Regions from separate parts of the Mus musculus genome. Here region 2 is linked to region 1. The links are chromatin contacts, called in public Hi-C maps. All regions are on one chromosome and are shown on one strand. The core of a region is the stretch at or near the end of the contact, and the rest is flanking DNA. Distances in the headings are between cores, read along the strand shown.

Evidence for each region. Hi-C and Micro-C count contacts between places; a contact is called where the count stands out from the background.
Region 2: a contact with region 1 is called in a Hi-C map of bone marrow-derived macrophages, with 10 read pairs. The contact joins two enhancer-like sites. A contact is called at or near these places in 13 of 39 promoter capture datasets (the 3T3-L1 cell line, 3T3-L1-derived adipocytes, the C10 cell line and 9 more), 1 of 15 datasets of contacts at CTCF or cohesin (the NIH/3T3 cell line), 2 of 484 Hi-C or Micro-C datasets (bone marrow-derived macrophages and cumulus cells) and 4 of 115 datasets of contacts at active chromatin or transcription factors (the 230-238 cell line, double positive thymocytes, forebrain and 1 more).

What each region holds. Positions count from the first base shown.
Region 1 is chr10:96,159,847-96,167,306 of GRCm38.p6, reverse strand. No RefSeq gene overlaps it. Among named protein-coding and RNA genes, the nearest start is that of Gm40746, 17 kb to the left of the region's middle. Within about 2 kb of position 3,341, at least 49 of the 459 cell types and tissues checked have an H3K27ac peak or open chromatin away from gene starts, as enhancers often do. A contact at or near this core is called in bone marrow-derived macrophages, where this site is marked.
Region 2 is chr10:97,309,190-97,316,649 of GRCm38.p6, reverse strand. No RefSeq gene overlaps it. Among named protein-coding and RNA genes, the nearest start is that of Gm34044, 77 kb to the right of the region's middle. Within about 2 kb of position 2,844, at least 387 of the 459 cell types and tissues checked have an H3K27ac peak or open chromatin away from gene starts, as enhancers often do. A contact at or near this core is called in bone marrow-derived macrophages, where this site is marked.

The sequences.
Region 1 (7,460 bases), core at 2,092-4,591:
CTCATTTGTTTAAAAACTAAAAACATAGCTTTTGCTACTAATAACATAAAACCAAGAGATATGGCATATTATTATTATTATTATTAGAATGGAGAATAACTTGTTTCTAGGAAAATCATCCTACTGTAATAATCAAGCACAACTTAAAGCTAGTTAGCATAGTTCAGGTTTTTTGGGAAGAAAAATACTCTTTTTTTTTCATTATTATTACTTCTTCATGTATATGAGCGTTTTACCTGCATATATGCCTGTGCACATGTGTGCCTGCAGCCTGAGGAGGTGAGAAGAAGGGGGTATGGGATGCCCCGGAACTGGAGTAGCAGATAAATCTCCATGAGGGTGCTGGGAATCAAACCCCGGTCCTCTGGAAGGACAGCAGGTGTTGTCGATCACCGAGCCATCTCTCCAGCCCCAAGATGTCCTGAGTGACAGTCCTCACTTGTCTTCATTGTCACAGTAGTCCTTTCTAATGGTTCATTTTTTCTCTCTTCACTTCTGTGGAAGCAAGAGGAAGTCTGAGTCAAAAGGAGAGAAATGGGCCTGCTGAGGAATCAATATTTCATTCCAGGTGTGAGGTATTTCTAAGATATTCTAGCAACCTCATGAGCCACTATAGAATGCAATGCCATAAAAAGCCAGAAGAAAGGCTGTGTGTTCTTCTCTGGACCCACTCCTCCAAACCCAGAATTATATGACCAACTCTGTAAATCGGGGGAATCACTTTGGGTCCCCTAAACCTGATTTACTCCTTCCTGAGCATTCACAAAATACAGAGGGGTGGGGGAAGGGTGAAGTAAAAAACAAATATCAAAGATGGATTTTAGCCACTTGAAAAGTAATTTCGGTTGCTAGCCATAGAGAGGCATTTTGAAATTAAGGATCTATTTACTCCTCTAAGTTGTAATAATTTGTCCTCGATTGTTTGCATTCTTTGTGTGTGTGTGTGTGTGTGTGTGTGTGTGTGTGTGTGTGTGTGTGGTTTTTCTTCAAGACAGGGTTTCTCTGTGTAGCCCTGGCTGTCCTGGAACTCACTTTCTAGACCAGGCTGGCCTTGAACTCAGAAATCCGCCTGTCTCTGCCTCCCTAAGTGCTGGGATTAAAGGCGTGTGCCACCACTGCCCGGCTGCATTCATTTTTAAAGGTAGAAAAAAAAAAACCTACCAAGTGACTGACCTTATGGGGAAAGAAATAATAAGACTTCCTGAAGAAAAGAAAAAGAAAAAAACCTGTGTTGATATCCTATCTATCTATCTATCTATCTATCTATCTATCTATCACCTATCTATTTATCTTTTTTTCTTTCTTGTTTTGTGTCCAGAAGAGAAAATAACCTAATTCACACCCTTCTATGTGATAACCAAAAGGCGGCCACTGGAAAAGGCTAAAGGTCAGTCAAGCTCCCACTACCTAGCTGGCCCAGCATGGCAAAATAAAAAGGTCCAAGTTCCTTATTCTCTTACACAAAATATGCCTTTTAAAAGTGATAGGCAGCTACACACAGAAAGCATCAGTGTGGACCCAGTGATGGGAGAGCCTCACCTTTAACCCTACCCTCCCAGTCCTAGAGCCCCTAAGGCTGGGGTGGGGTAGAGGTGTGAACTTTGGATGTCAATTTTCTTTAAAAGTTTCATAAATAGCGCTTTTTCATGAATCGGAAGATTGTTGAAAGATGGCTTAGTTAGAAGAACTTACTTTTGAGTTGGGCTCTAACCAATAAGAAAAGTTCCAGTAAGTGAGAATTAAGAAAAAGGAAATTCCAGAGAGAGAACCCAGCTCTACCAAAGAAATGAGGGTTGTTAAGCATAGTATAACTGTTAGCGACCTAGCAGCTGCTTTCGTCATGACCCACCACCTCTGCCAGCTGTGCCAGCTGTGGGCAGGCAGAGGATAATAGGACCCACCTGCCATCTCAGCATGGGCTCTCTCCCCCTCCCTCTCTCCCTTCCTCCCTCCCTCTTCCCCTCCCTCCTCCCCTACTTCTTTCTCCTCATGACTCTGCTCCGCTTCTGTCTGTCTGTCTACATGTCCACTGTCTCCTCTCTCCCAGGTCCTCACTCCTCTCCCCTCCTCCAATAAGCCTCTTTTACACCAGATCTGTTATACTGTGTAATTTCACAGGGGTGGGGGGTACACTTTGGTTTCCTAACAATAACTAGGAAACAAAGAATATACAAGAAGACAAAGTAAACTCTGGTGGACTTTACCTGCCTAACTGTATTGATGAAAACATATTCTTTTGCCATAGAATATCACTATGTAGTCTGGGGGGGGGGGGTCCAACTCATGCTGCTCTCATCTCTGCCTCCCGAGAGCTGGGATTATAAGTTTGTACTGTTATGCTTCACAATAAGATAGTTTTAGTACCCACTATATTGCACAATAGATATTTCAATGACATGTATGTGTTAATCTAAACATTTTTACAGAGATTCAGTGTTTCCAGATAGAGAAACTACAAAGTAAAAGATATAGTGATATTTATCATTATTATGGAAAACAAATTGAATATAAAAATAATCATAGACACTGAGAAAGAAAAGGAATGAGAAAACTGGGGAAGAGAGGGTGCCAAGGTCATTGTCACAGCCTTGGGTGATATCATCTTATTTCTTGTATATATTTCTAAGGCAATTTTCCCTCCTTGTCACCTGTCTTAGTCAGGGGTTCTATTCCTGCACAAACATCATGACCAAGAAGCAAGTTGGGGAGGGAAGGGTTTATTCAGCTTACACTTCCATGCTGCTGTTCATCACCAAAGGAAGTCAGGACTGGAACTCAAGCAGGTCAGCAAGCAGGAGCTGATGCAGAAGCCATGGAGGGATGTTCCTTATTGGCTTGCTTCCCCTGGCTTGCTCAGCCTGCTCTCTTATCGAACCAAGACTACCAGCCCAGAGATGGTCCCACCCACAAGGGGCCTTTTCCCCTTGATCACTAATTGAGAAAATGCCTTACAGTTGGATCTCATGGAGGCATTTCCTCAACTGAAGCTCCTTTCTCTGTGGTAACTCCAGCTGTGTCAAGTTGACACAAAACTAGCCAGTACATCACCATACTATCAAGATACCACTGGCTATGATGACCCATTTGGAATTTGCTCCTTGACAGAAACACTTTTTTAGGCCAGTGGTTCTCAACCTTCCTAATTCTGTGACCCTCTAATACAGTGCTCATGTTGTGGTGACCAGCAGCCATACTACTTTTTCATAGCTACTGTTATGAATTGTAATATAAATACCTGATAGCTATGCAGTATATCTGCGTTGTGGCCCCTGTTGGGGTCAGGACCCACAGGTTGAGAACTGCTGCTTTAGAGAAACGCTATGGAATACGCCAGGAAAGCATCTTAGCTTCTGCTCACTTCCCTTATGATAAGAGGAAGAAGGTTTTGACGTGTTTGTCCTGTATAGAAACCTCTTAAAAATTGGGAAAAAGCTAATAGCATCTGAACCCAGAATCTTTAATAGATTTAAGTGAAGACCAAACATGTTCTTCTATTTCCAAATGTCTCCTCTAGAGCCTGACCTCATAATAATAACTATGAAAATTCTGTTTATAGATGCTTTCAACTGTATTTTTCGGGCTTTATATGTAAACCATCATTCTGGCTAGTTCCTAATTGCCTGAAAGGCTGTGACTTCCAGCCCCTACATTAAGGCAAGACCATGCTAACTCTCTTCACCACCCTGGGGAAACATGAAGTTTTGTTCTGGTTTCAGTCATAATTTTCTCAGTACATTTTCTAGTATGAAGCTTAAACAACGGAATTGAAAGCGTCTTTAGGGAGGGAATTTCATCATCTTCACAGGGTGGGGGGAGGGGATGAAGAGGAAACTGTGTGTCACGTCACAGATGTTACAAACGGGGAGCTGTGTTGAGGAACAGTGAACAGTTTATTCAAGCGCACCAGGTTTTAATCACTGAGCGAGCATACCAAAGAACTTGAAATTTACAGCCAACCAGAAACACCTATAAGACTTTTCTAAAAGTTGAAGACAATAAAAGCCCTTGGGTAATGGGGTGTTACTCCTTAGTAGCCTTAGGAAACAGTTGAATAGGACAGTTCCAAGAATTTGTAAATTGAGCTTACCAACCAGACATCCCTGGAGGATACCAGCCCACAACAGCCTGCAACTGGATGATGTAGGTTCGGCCAGCTCTGGGAATGTGGCCAGTGTTAAAAAAGGAGCTCAGGGGGACCAAATGGAGAATGTGGTAAGAGGACCCAGCAGCATATATTGTTTGTCTAGTTATCATCTTCTTGAAATGAAAATGGATTTTTTTTTTTTTTTTGCCAATGGAAACTGGAGAATAACCATTGCCATTTCTGCTACCTAGCCAGGTCTGAGATGACAGTGACTACCTCAGAGCCAGGAAGAAATGGCCACACATAAACCATGCAGGGCCAAAAGAAAACTCTTAGTGTAGTCACGATAAAACTGTGATCAAAGCACACAGCCGCAATCTTGAGACCTGGTAGAAACACTTCATTGCAGAAAACAAAAGGCCCCGATTGAAGGGCTAAAAGCAAAGAACTGGCCAAAAACAATAATTTCCTTCCAAAACAGAAATTCATTCTAATAAAACAGGGAGGAGGGGCAGGAGAAAAGAAAGACAGCTGCAAAAGAGAAATATAAAATGATTATATGTTGGGTCCGGAAGCCACCGTGGCGGCATTTTCTCATAAAATGATATTCTATTTCATCACCATATGCTTTAGGAAAATCCAATATGTTCCTGACAGACTTCTAACATTTTCCCCCAAGATGCTTAAAGCGTTAGAGAGTATGTCAGAGATACTTAGCACCCACTGCATTTGTGAATATTACACACCGGTAATTCTCTGGTTCATGAATTTTAATAATTGTTGGGAGCCGCCCCCACATTCGCCGTTGCAAGATGGCGCTGACATCCTGTGTTCTAAGTGGTAAACAAATAATCTGCGCATGTGCCAAGGGTATCTTATGACTACTTGTGCTCTGCCTTCCCCGTGACGTCAACTCGGCCGATGGGCTGCAGCCAATCAAGGAGTGACACGTCCGAGGCGAAGGAGAATGCTCCTTAAGAGGGACGGGGTTTCGTTCTCTCTCCTCTCTTGCTTGCTTTTCTCTCTCTCTTGCTTCTTGCTCTCTTGCTTCCTGCACCCTGGCTCCTGAAGATGTAAGAATAAAGCTTTGCCGCAGAAGATTCTGGTCTGTGGTGTTCTTCCTGGCCGGTCGTGAGAACGCGTCGAATAACAATTGGTGCCGAAACCCGGGACGAGAAAAAACTCCGGACTGGCGCAGGAGGGATACTTCATTCCAGAACCAGAACTGCGAATCAAGGTTATAAGGTTCCCGTAACACAGACTGTTGAGAAGGATTCAACTGCCGAATTCAGAACTCATCAGCTGGGGAACGACGGTGATAAAGGTTCCCGTAAAGCAGACTGTTGAGAAGGATTCAACTGCCGAATTCAGAACTCATCAGCTGGGGAACGGAAGTGAGAAATGGCTTTACCAGGTATGTTTGGCCTTGAACTTTTTCTAGTGTTAGGAGCCCTTTTGTTCCTTTTCACATGTTATATAGTGCTTAAGATAGGGCTGAAAATTCTAGAGGAAATTCAGGACAGTCTATCAGAAGTAAAGCGGGGAGAGAGAGTAGGAGCAAGGAGAAACGGTAAGTATACAGGCCTTTCCAAGGGTCTTGAACCCGAGGAAAAGTTAAGGTCAGGTAGGAATACCTGGGGAGAGATTAGAAGGAAGAAAAAGAAAAAAGAAAAGAAAAAAGATCGATTAGCGGAGGTCTCTAGGAGAAGGAGCCTGTGCTCTGAAGAAACAGACTGGGAGAAAAAAGCGGCTCATTATGAAAGAAAAGGATACCAGCCGCCAAGTAAAGTGCTAACTAGTCATTCAAGAAAAAAGCCAAAAGCGGCTGGCGAAGGCCAGTTTGCTAATTGGCCTCAGGGCAATCGGCTACCAGGTGCACTCCCGCCCTATGCGGAGTCCCCGCCCTGCGTAGTGCGTCAGCCCGTAGTGCGTCAGCAATGCGCAGAGAGGCAGTGCGCAGAAAGGCAGTGCGCAGACTCATTCATTCCCCGAGAGGAACAAAGGAAAATAGAACAGGCATTTCCAGTCTTTAAAGGAGCCGAGGGTGGGCGTGTCCACGCTCCGGTAGAATACGTACAGATTAAGGAAATTGCCGAGTCGGTTCGTAAATACGGAACCAATGCTAATTTTACCTTGGCGCAGTTAGACAGGCTCGCTGGCGTGGCACTGACTCCTGCCGACTGGCAAATGATTGCAAAAGTCGCTCTCCCTAGTATGGCCAAATATGTGGAATGGCGAGCTCTGTGGCAGGAGGCGGCACAGGCGCAGGCCCGAGCAAACGCTGCTGCTTTAACTCCAGAGCAGAGAGATTGGACTTTTGACTTGTTAACGGGTCAGAGAGCTTATTCTGCTGAACCTGATAAGAGGTATCAATGGAAGATCTTACCACAGGGAATGTCCAATAGTCCTATAATGTGCCAGCTTTATGTGCAAAAAGCTCTTTTGCCAATGAGGGAACAGTTCCCCTCTTTAATTTTGCTCCTTTACATGGATGACATCCTCCTGTGCCATAAAGACCTTACCATGCTACAAAAGGCATATCCTTTTCTACTTAAAACTTTAAGTCAGTGGGGTTTACAGATAGCCACAGAAAAGGTCCAAATTTCTGATACAGGACAATTCTTGGGCTCTGTGGTATCCCCAGATAAGATTGTGCCCCAAAAGGTAGAGATAAGAAGAGATCACCTCCATACCTTAAATGATTTTCAAAAGCTGTTGGGAGATATTAATTGGCTCAGACCCTTTTTAAAGATTCCTTCTGCTGAATTAAGGCCTTTGTTTAGTATTTTAGAAGGAGATCCTCATATCTCCTCCCCTAGGACTCTTACTCTAGCTGCTAACCAGGCCTTACAAAAGGTGGAAAAGGCCTTACAGAATGCACAATTACAACGTATTGAGGATTCGCAGCCTTTCAGTTTGTGTGTCTTTAAGACAGCACAATTGCCAACTGCAGTTTTGTGGCAGAATGGGCCATTGTTGTGGATCCATCCAAACGTATCCCCAGCTAAAATAATAGATTGGTATCCTGATGCAATTGCACAGCTTGCCCTTAAAGGCCTAAAAGCAGCAATCACCCACTTTGGGCAAAGTCCATATCTTTTAATTGTACCTTATACCGCTGCACAGGTTCAAACCTTGGCAGCCGCATCTAATGATTGGGCAGTTTTAGTTACCTCCTTTTCAGGAAAAATAGATAACCATTATCCAAAACATCCAATCTTACAGTTTGCCCAAAATCAATCTGTTGTGTTTCCACAAATAACAGTAAGCAACCCACTTAAAAATGGGATTGTGGTATATACTGATGGATCAAAAACTGGCATAGGTGCCTATGTGGCTAATGGTAAAGTGGTATCCAAACAATATAATGAAAATT
Region 2 (7,460 bases), core at 1,595-4,094, 1.1 Mb before region 1:
TGAAGCCTCGTGACTGGCGAGGGGGCGTGGCCTGCGGTGCGTGGATGAGAGAAAGTATAAAAGGAGTGAGAGGCCCAGGGTTCGGGTAAGAATCAGGACTGAATAAACTGCTGTTAGAAGGACTGGTGGTCGCGTCGTTCTTGCTGGTCGAGAGCGGGCGCGACAAGCGCCCGACTGCTCTTCCCAAGGTTCAGAGTTCAAATCCCAGCAACCACATGGTGGCTCACAACCATCCATAATGAGATCTGACTCCCTCTTCTGGAGTGTCTGAAGACAGCTACAATGTACTTACATATAATAAATAAATTTAAAAAAATAAATAAATAAAAAGAGAAAGAGAAGGATCCCATGGATTTACTCTTAACTGCAAGTTGGGGAGATGGGTGAGGAGTGACAAAGGGGATGCAGCTCAGGAGGAACCTGAGAAACATTCCCAGAAGGGAACATGGACGGGGGTGGGGTGGGGCGAGGTGGGGAGCTTGAAGCAAGACTCCTGGGAAGTGAGAAGCAAGCTGAAGACACCAGCTGTCATTGACAGACATCCTTCTCCACCATTTTACCCAACACACAGAAAACTGTCACTCCTCAGCAAGAACCCATTTTGTCATGATAGAACTAGGGTTTGGTCTACTCTATCGGTTCTACAAACACATTGGCATGAGGGCTTCAGTTCAGGGACTGCACCCATCTCTCGGTTAACATGATCACAGTTTAGTCAGCAGGTGATCACAAGATATCTTGGAGGCCTAGGGATCTACATTTTGCAGACAACAATAACTCCATTTCTTACCTGGTTAGTTTGGAACCTGGCAGCATCCAGTCCTTTTCTGCTTACCATTCTCATAGAGGCTCAGGCAAGGGACCTGCATATGTTTCTTCTCCCAGGAGAACTTCCATGGACAAGAAAATGTACACCAGGGTTGGATAAAACTTAACAAATGCTGGGTGGAGGGGTTAAATGTTATTTTCTTTAAAAAATAATAATATACCTATTTTATTCTAATAGTTTTTGCCTTTAGGGAGTTTATATATAAACCCAGAGACTGCGAGGTGAAGACACATTTAAAAAAATTGATATGATCGTTGTATATTTACTTTTAAACCAGACAAGCATATAATCAAACCAAACCACAAACAAACAAACAAACAACCCAAATCAAGGCACTTCCCAGATGATTAAGTCAAGAGCAAAATGACCCGGCCCAAAGAATGAGGGCCTAGCATCAAAAAAGTGTCATGGATTAATTTTTACTGGAGTTCAATGTGCTATATGCCACTGCCAAGAGAAAAGAATCTTGCCTGGTCTCAGTTTTTTTCAGATTCTTTGACTCTAATAAGAATGAATATTAAACTAAATTGTTAGCAGCTGGTTGCCTATCTAAACCTAGCAAAGTTCCTGGGAGCTATTATAGAGGTTTTAGAAAGCTGACCTAGTGTGCCTCACACAGTTGTTGGAAAGAGTGGCCTCTTTTCCAGGTGCATTGTTACAGTCGTTCAAATTCACCATCAGAAAAGCAGGGGACATTTCTCCCCAACAGTGAAATCTGCTAAGGCAAGGTACACACCTTCCCTACATCTTGACTGTTCTCCACAGTTCTGCTAGAACTTTTGTGTAAACTTTTCCTTATCCTTGGCTACTTTTGTTATGGAAGCCTCTCTCCTGAAGAACGCCTGCATCTTTGAATAGGATCCTAGCCATGTCTCCCAGGAGCCTTTGCGGGATTTCTGCACTTGCCTGACACCATGTTTAAATGACACTTTCGTGGTTTGCAACAAAAAATAACAGGCCTTTTTCAGGAGATGAACAAAGAACAACAAATAAAGTCATATCGCCAAGCTTGGATAAATAAATACTAGGCAAATCTACAATTTAAAAATCTCTTGTAAGAACCAGGGGAGATTCTTAACATCTTTCTTATTTAGGCCTCCACAACCCCCCCTTTCCTTTGCAGGAAATAGTTTCATTTTTCTGCCAATAAATTGCTTTGTGATATATATTTTGAGATCAACTTAGCTTTTTCTGCTTTTTGGCCTATTAAACGGAAGGCTCGGGGGTTGGGGGGTGAATCAAACTTTACAACCTGGTATTTTCACATCTGGCAACTTTTCGTTTCCTGGATATGTTAGATAATTTACAAACTATGTGTTTTGATGCCTTGTCACTTAAAGTGTATTTAGGGAGGTTAAAAAAAAAAAGTCCCCCACTGAACAATCGGTTGAATATGCTGCAAACCATGCTTTATCTAAATACCCCCACAAAAATACCCCACACTGAGTATTTATAATTTTAGATGCCACACATAAAGTGTATACATGTTGCAGTAATTATATACATATTGAATGCGGTAAGGGAGAAAGATGGATATTATTGTAACTCTCATTCAGTCACTGATGAAAATTTTGTCAACCCAAAATGAAAATCTACAAAAATCCCTTGTTAAAAGCACCTTCACACTCGTATTGAAACTGTGTGTGTGTGTGTGTGTGTGTGTGTGTGTGTGTGTGTGTGTTTAATACGTCCACACACTATGAAATGTTTTTGGATCAAGTCTGAATACAATATATTTTAGGCTTTCTCTTCCTAAAAGGGTAATACAGAGCTTGTGAAAACGCAGGTCCATTTCTGAGTTAGTTGTTTACGAAAAAGCACATGCTAATGTAACAGTGTATATGGAATTAAAGAGAAAATGTCAAACACGCCGTGACATCCAAAATACATTCAGCTGCTGCCTTTTACTATGGGGACTTTCATTCTGCCGCGGACTGCCTCCAAGACCCAGTGGTTTTGTGTGTTGGGTTAAAAATAGCCTGCCAAGCCTGACAACTAGATTCTGATTGGCCCGAAAGGGAGGCCGTTCAGCCAATGAGAGCGTCTGGGAACAAAAGCAATTCTTTTGTGTGTATGTGTGTGAGAGAGAGATGCTCAACCCACGTCAAAACAGCTTCGGGCTGTAGAAATGATTTGGGTAGAGATTTAACAAGGTAATAATGCATTTCAGCCCTCTGAAAGGTTTGAAGCGGAACAAAGCGGGGGGTGGGGTGAGGGGAGCCGGGAAATCTACAAAAGAAATGGAGCCAGAGCTCAGCTTCTACCGATGAATCATATGGGTGTTCGTGCTACAAGCAATACTCGTTTTCCTTCCCCCCACCTCCCTGAGACCTTTACTTACTTTTCAGGCATTTTCTCCTCCCAAACAGACAAAAGCCATCAAAGGCTTTTTACTAATGTGCAAGTTTGTTGTTGTGATTCGCTGGCAAGGAGAAAGGGACAAAACCCAACTACAAAACTCATTTCATTAAATGTCACAAAAAGAAAACAAAGACCCATGAGTTGTACGCCGTGAGTAGTGAAGATCCTGAAACTTTGAGCTTTAGATTGTGGGTATCAAACACAGCCCACACTCTCAAAGACAGTTCCGGGTCGCTCTCCAGATATGGAAAACAAAGAGGGACTTGATTAGAGACAGCTCTGGGTGCTCAAGGCCTTGCGAGCATCGGGCCGCCAGGGGTCGCTGTTGCACAGTCGACGAATCTCTTCCGCGGCGCTTTCCTGTGTGTCTTTAAGGAAAGAAATAGGATTTGATAGGTACTTCTAGCTTAGGACTAAAAAGGGGTTTGGGGGGGGGGGGTGAGGGGGCGCTGTCGCCGTTTGAAATCCTTAAGTACGGCTTATGATCAACACTATGGGACAAAGCAACCGAAAACACAATTTACTATACAGGGAATTTAGTGCCACGGAGGACAAATGTTGCTGCAATAACTTGGTATTGTGACTTAAGAGAGCTTTTCCTAAACCACGTCGCGATTTTAAATTAGATGAAAAGAGTGAGCACACAACGCTGTTACGGATACCTTATTGTCTCCAATATGTATATGCGAGTGACCTGTGTAATGTACCCAGCCAGACGTGTTTTGGCAAAACAATTCAGATAATACGTGGCTTACATATTAACCACAGAGGAAAGTGTCAGTTCAACACACTGTTTTCCTCTTGAGCGTAGATTTCACGGTACAGGACACATAAGCAAAACTTAAGAAACCTTTACTCCTGGTGTGGGTGTGGCATCTAAAATAACCCCGCTTCTGAGTAAAAGAGGAACAAACGTTTATAGTCTAATTGGGCATGATAAACTAACAATGCCCAAACATTTTCTGTTTGAGAAAAAGCATAACATATTTATTTGTGAAGTATTGTTCCAAAGTACATATTGGAGCCAGTAATGGACTTTTTTCCCCTGTTCATATTCATCTAGCAAACATACAAAACTGGAAGCGTCCTGTGCCTTTCTTTTTCTATGACACTCAATTATAATGCGTTGTACACAGCATATAAGGAACTAAAAGGCAAAGAATAAAACCTACTGATTAACTATATTTCCAAACAGCTACATTCCCAGAAGACTGTGTGTATGCCTGCCTGCACGTATTCAGCATTCGACAGCTCCAAAAACAAGGTCTATTCCCTTAAGGACTGTCATGAGTTTTATGAAGTTTGCTCAATCATGTTGGCCTAACAGCAGCTAGAGAAACTGATCATTTAGCCAGTAGGTATAATTGTCGTAGAGAGCCCAAGAGACTTAATAGAAATAGCATGAGGTGGTGTCAGTGGAAGAGTGTTGGGCCACCGTATGTATACTGCCTTATTCCATGCATTGGCTGAGTTCCTTACTTGCTCAAACCCAGGCCTTGCAGCTGCCCCCCATGCCAGACCCATCCCATTGGCAAGCACCAATCCCTAATTTTACTAAAGATGCTCTGTTATGCTTCAGACAGGAGCATCTTGTCCTCTGAGAGGCTCCAACCAGCAGCTGATTGAGACAGTTTCAGACACCCACAGCCAAACAGTACATGGAGCTTGGGAACTCCTACGGGAGAATAGGAGGAAGGATTGCAGGCCAGAAGGGGATAAGGACCCCATAGGAAGACCAACAGAGTCAACTAACCTTTGGGGCTCTCAGAATCTGAACTACCAACCAAAGAACATACACAGGCTGGACCTAGGCCTTCCCGTACATATGTAGCAGATATGCAGCTTGGCCTTCATGTGAGTCCCAAATAACTGGAATGGAGGGATTGACGTGACTGCCCCAAAAGCTGATGCCTGTAGGTGGGATATGTTCTTCTAGTTGGGCTGCCTCCTCGTCTTGCCTCAGTGGGAAGAGAAGTGCCTAGCATGGAGGAGACTTGATGTCCCAGGGTGGGGTGTGTTCTCAGAGGGGCCCCTACCAGCTCAGATGAGAACGGGGGGGGGGGGGGAGGGAGAGTGGGGGAAGGGTTGCGGAAGGGGGTGACTGGGATGGAGGCTGTGAGCTAGACGTAAAGTGAATAAGTAAAAAAATAAAATTAAAGAGAGAGACAGAGACAGAGACAGAGAGATGAGAAAATGCAAGCAGTTGTTGCCCACACTGCTCCACCTCTATAGCCACCTTCATCATCTGCTTAGAGTCACACATGTTCTTTACAAGAAAGCAAACTTACTTTTTCTATACATGGCGTTCACTCCGATGAAGTCATTCCTAATCTCATTCCTAGTCACATCCATTAAATGAGTGTTTAAAGATTTCTTCCATTTCCTTCCTGCTTCCCTTCCATTTCCTTCCTGCTTCCCTTCCATTTCCTCTCTGCTTCCCTTCCATTTCCTCTCTGCTTCCCTTCCATTTCCATCCTGTTTTCCTTCAACATTCACTCTTTCCACTGCAGGAAGTAGCAGACTGTCTGTCATGTTCATTCCCCCAGACAGGAAGATGGAAGAGTAAGAGAATTCCTTAATCTTTGCTGTGCTATTTCTATTAAATCCCCTGGGCTCTCTATAATTATACCTACGTGCTGAATGATCAATTCCTCTAGCTGCTCCTCGCTGCTGTTAGGCCAACATGATTAAGCAAACTTCATAAAGCTCACAACAGTACTGAAGGGAATAGACTTCATTTTCTACTTATTGCATGGTGAAAATTACATAGGGGCATGCATTTCTGCGGTTGGTTTCCAGACCTCTAACAATAATTAAGGGGAAACACAGATGGACTCACAAAAGTCAAGGTGTATATTCTTCCCCTAGAGCAGAGGTTCTCAAAGAGCTGTAACCCATTTGAGGGTGGAATGACCCTTTCACAGGGCTCCCCTAAGACCATCAGAAAACACAGATATTTACATTATGATTCATAACAGTAGCAAAAACATGGTTATGAAGTAACAACAAAAATAATTTTATAGTTGGGGGTGGAGGAATCACTGAAACCCGAGGAACTATGTTAAAGGGCCACAGCATTTAGAAAGGTTGAGAACGGCTGCCCTAGAATCTCATTGGCTGTGAATTCCAAAGAAACAAAACCAGAACCCATGTCCCTTGAATGAATACAGGTGTGTCCGGAAGACTTCAGAGTTCACCAGTGGATTTTATAGGGGCCAGAGCGGTGAAAACTGGGTGCAGGCCCACGTGACCATTACCAGGTTCTTAGCCCTACAAAGGTTTCCCATCCCACGAGACTACACAAACACATGGAAGCTTCCAGACCTCACGGGAGCTCTTAGACGTCGAGGAAAATCAGATGTGACCACGTCATCTGGAAGATGACAACCTTTTTCCTGTTTTCAGAAAGATTTAAGAATCTCAATCTACAGGGCTATTTTGGGAAGGCTAGAGAAAACCGTGAGAATTGTCTGGAAATGCGTCATGGTGTTAAAAGTAGGTTTGTTTAAAAAAATAAAATAAAATAAATAATGTCTTGCATATCTGAGCTTTATGTGATACAAACAGAAATGCTTAATGTTTTCCATCCACACTCTGCATTATGGTACTTGATCTGCAGCACAGCCTATGTCGGAGTTAAGGCAAGTATTTACCACTTAGCATGAACAGCGTAAGTCGTCCTCATATTGTGCGATTCTTCATAACAGTCTGGGCTTTGTCATTGCTCAAGCTTCATTTCATAAACATTTTAAAGAGTTTGTAAACTTCACTTTGAGAGATTTGGCACAGATCAGCAAGGCTCTGTCTCCTTGGCCAAAACAAAATTGACACTCGAAATACTGTCCTGGGTAGTTTTGTTATAAAATTCCCCTCTTGTCAGATTACCTCGATCATCCATAGTTCTTGTTCATTCTGGAAACAACCTCCAGCTCTGGAAAGAATGTAGACTTGGAAGTAGATTTGGAGATTAGCTCTTGCATGAAGATTCTGAATTTTGCTAACTATAGAAGCCAGAGAGAAATGGGCATAGATAAGAATGTACTTGCCACCATAAACAGTGTCAAGCATGTGTGTAAGAGTCTACAAGCTCTGTCACGAAGACCCAAAGCCTGCTCATTCCACAAATAGCAGAGTTGTGTAATTATTTAATTTTATAAACTACATTAAAAAGATTGTAATTATAAAATTTATGGCTAGTAATCCAGTACACCTGGAAACACAACAAGAAGTATGTTTGTGTTTGTGTGTGTGTCTGTGTCTGTCTGTCTCT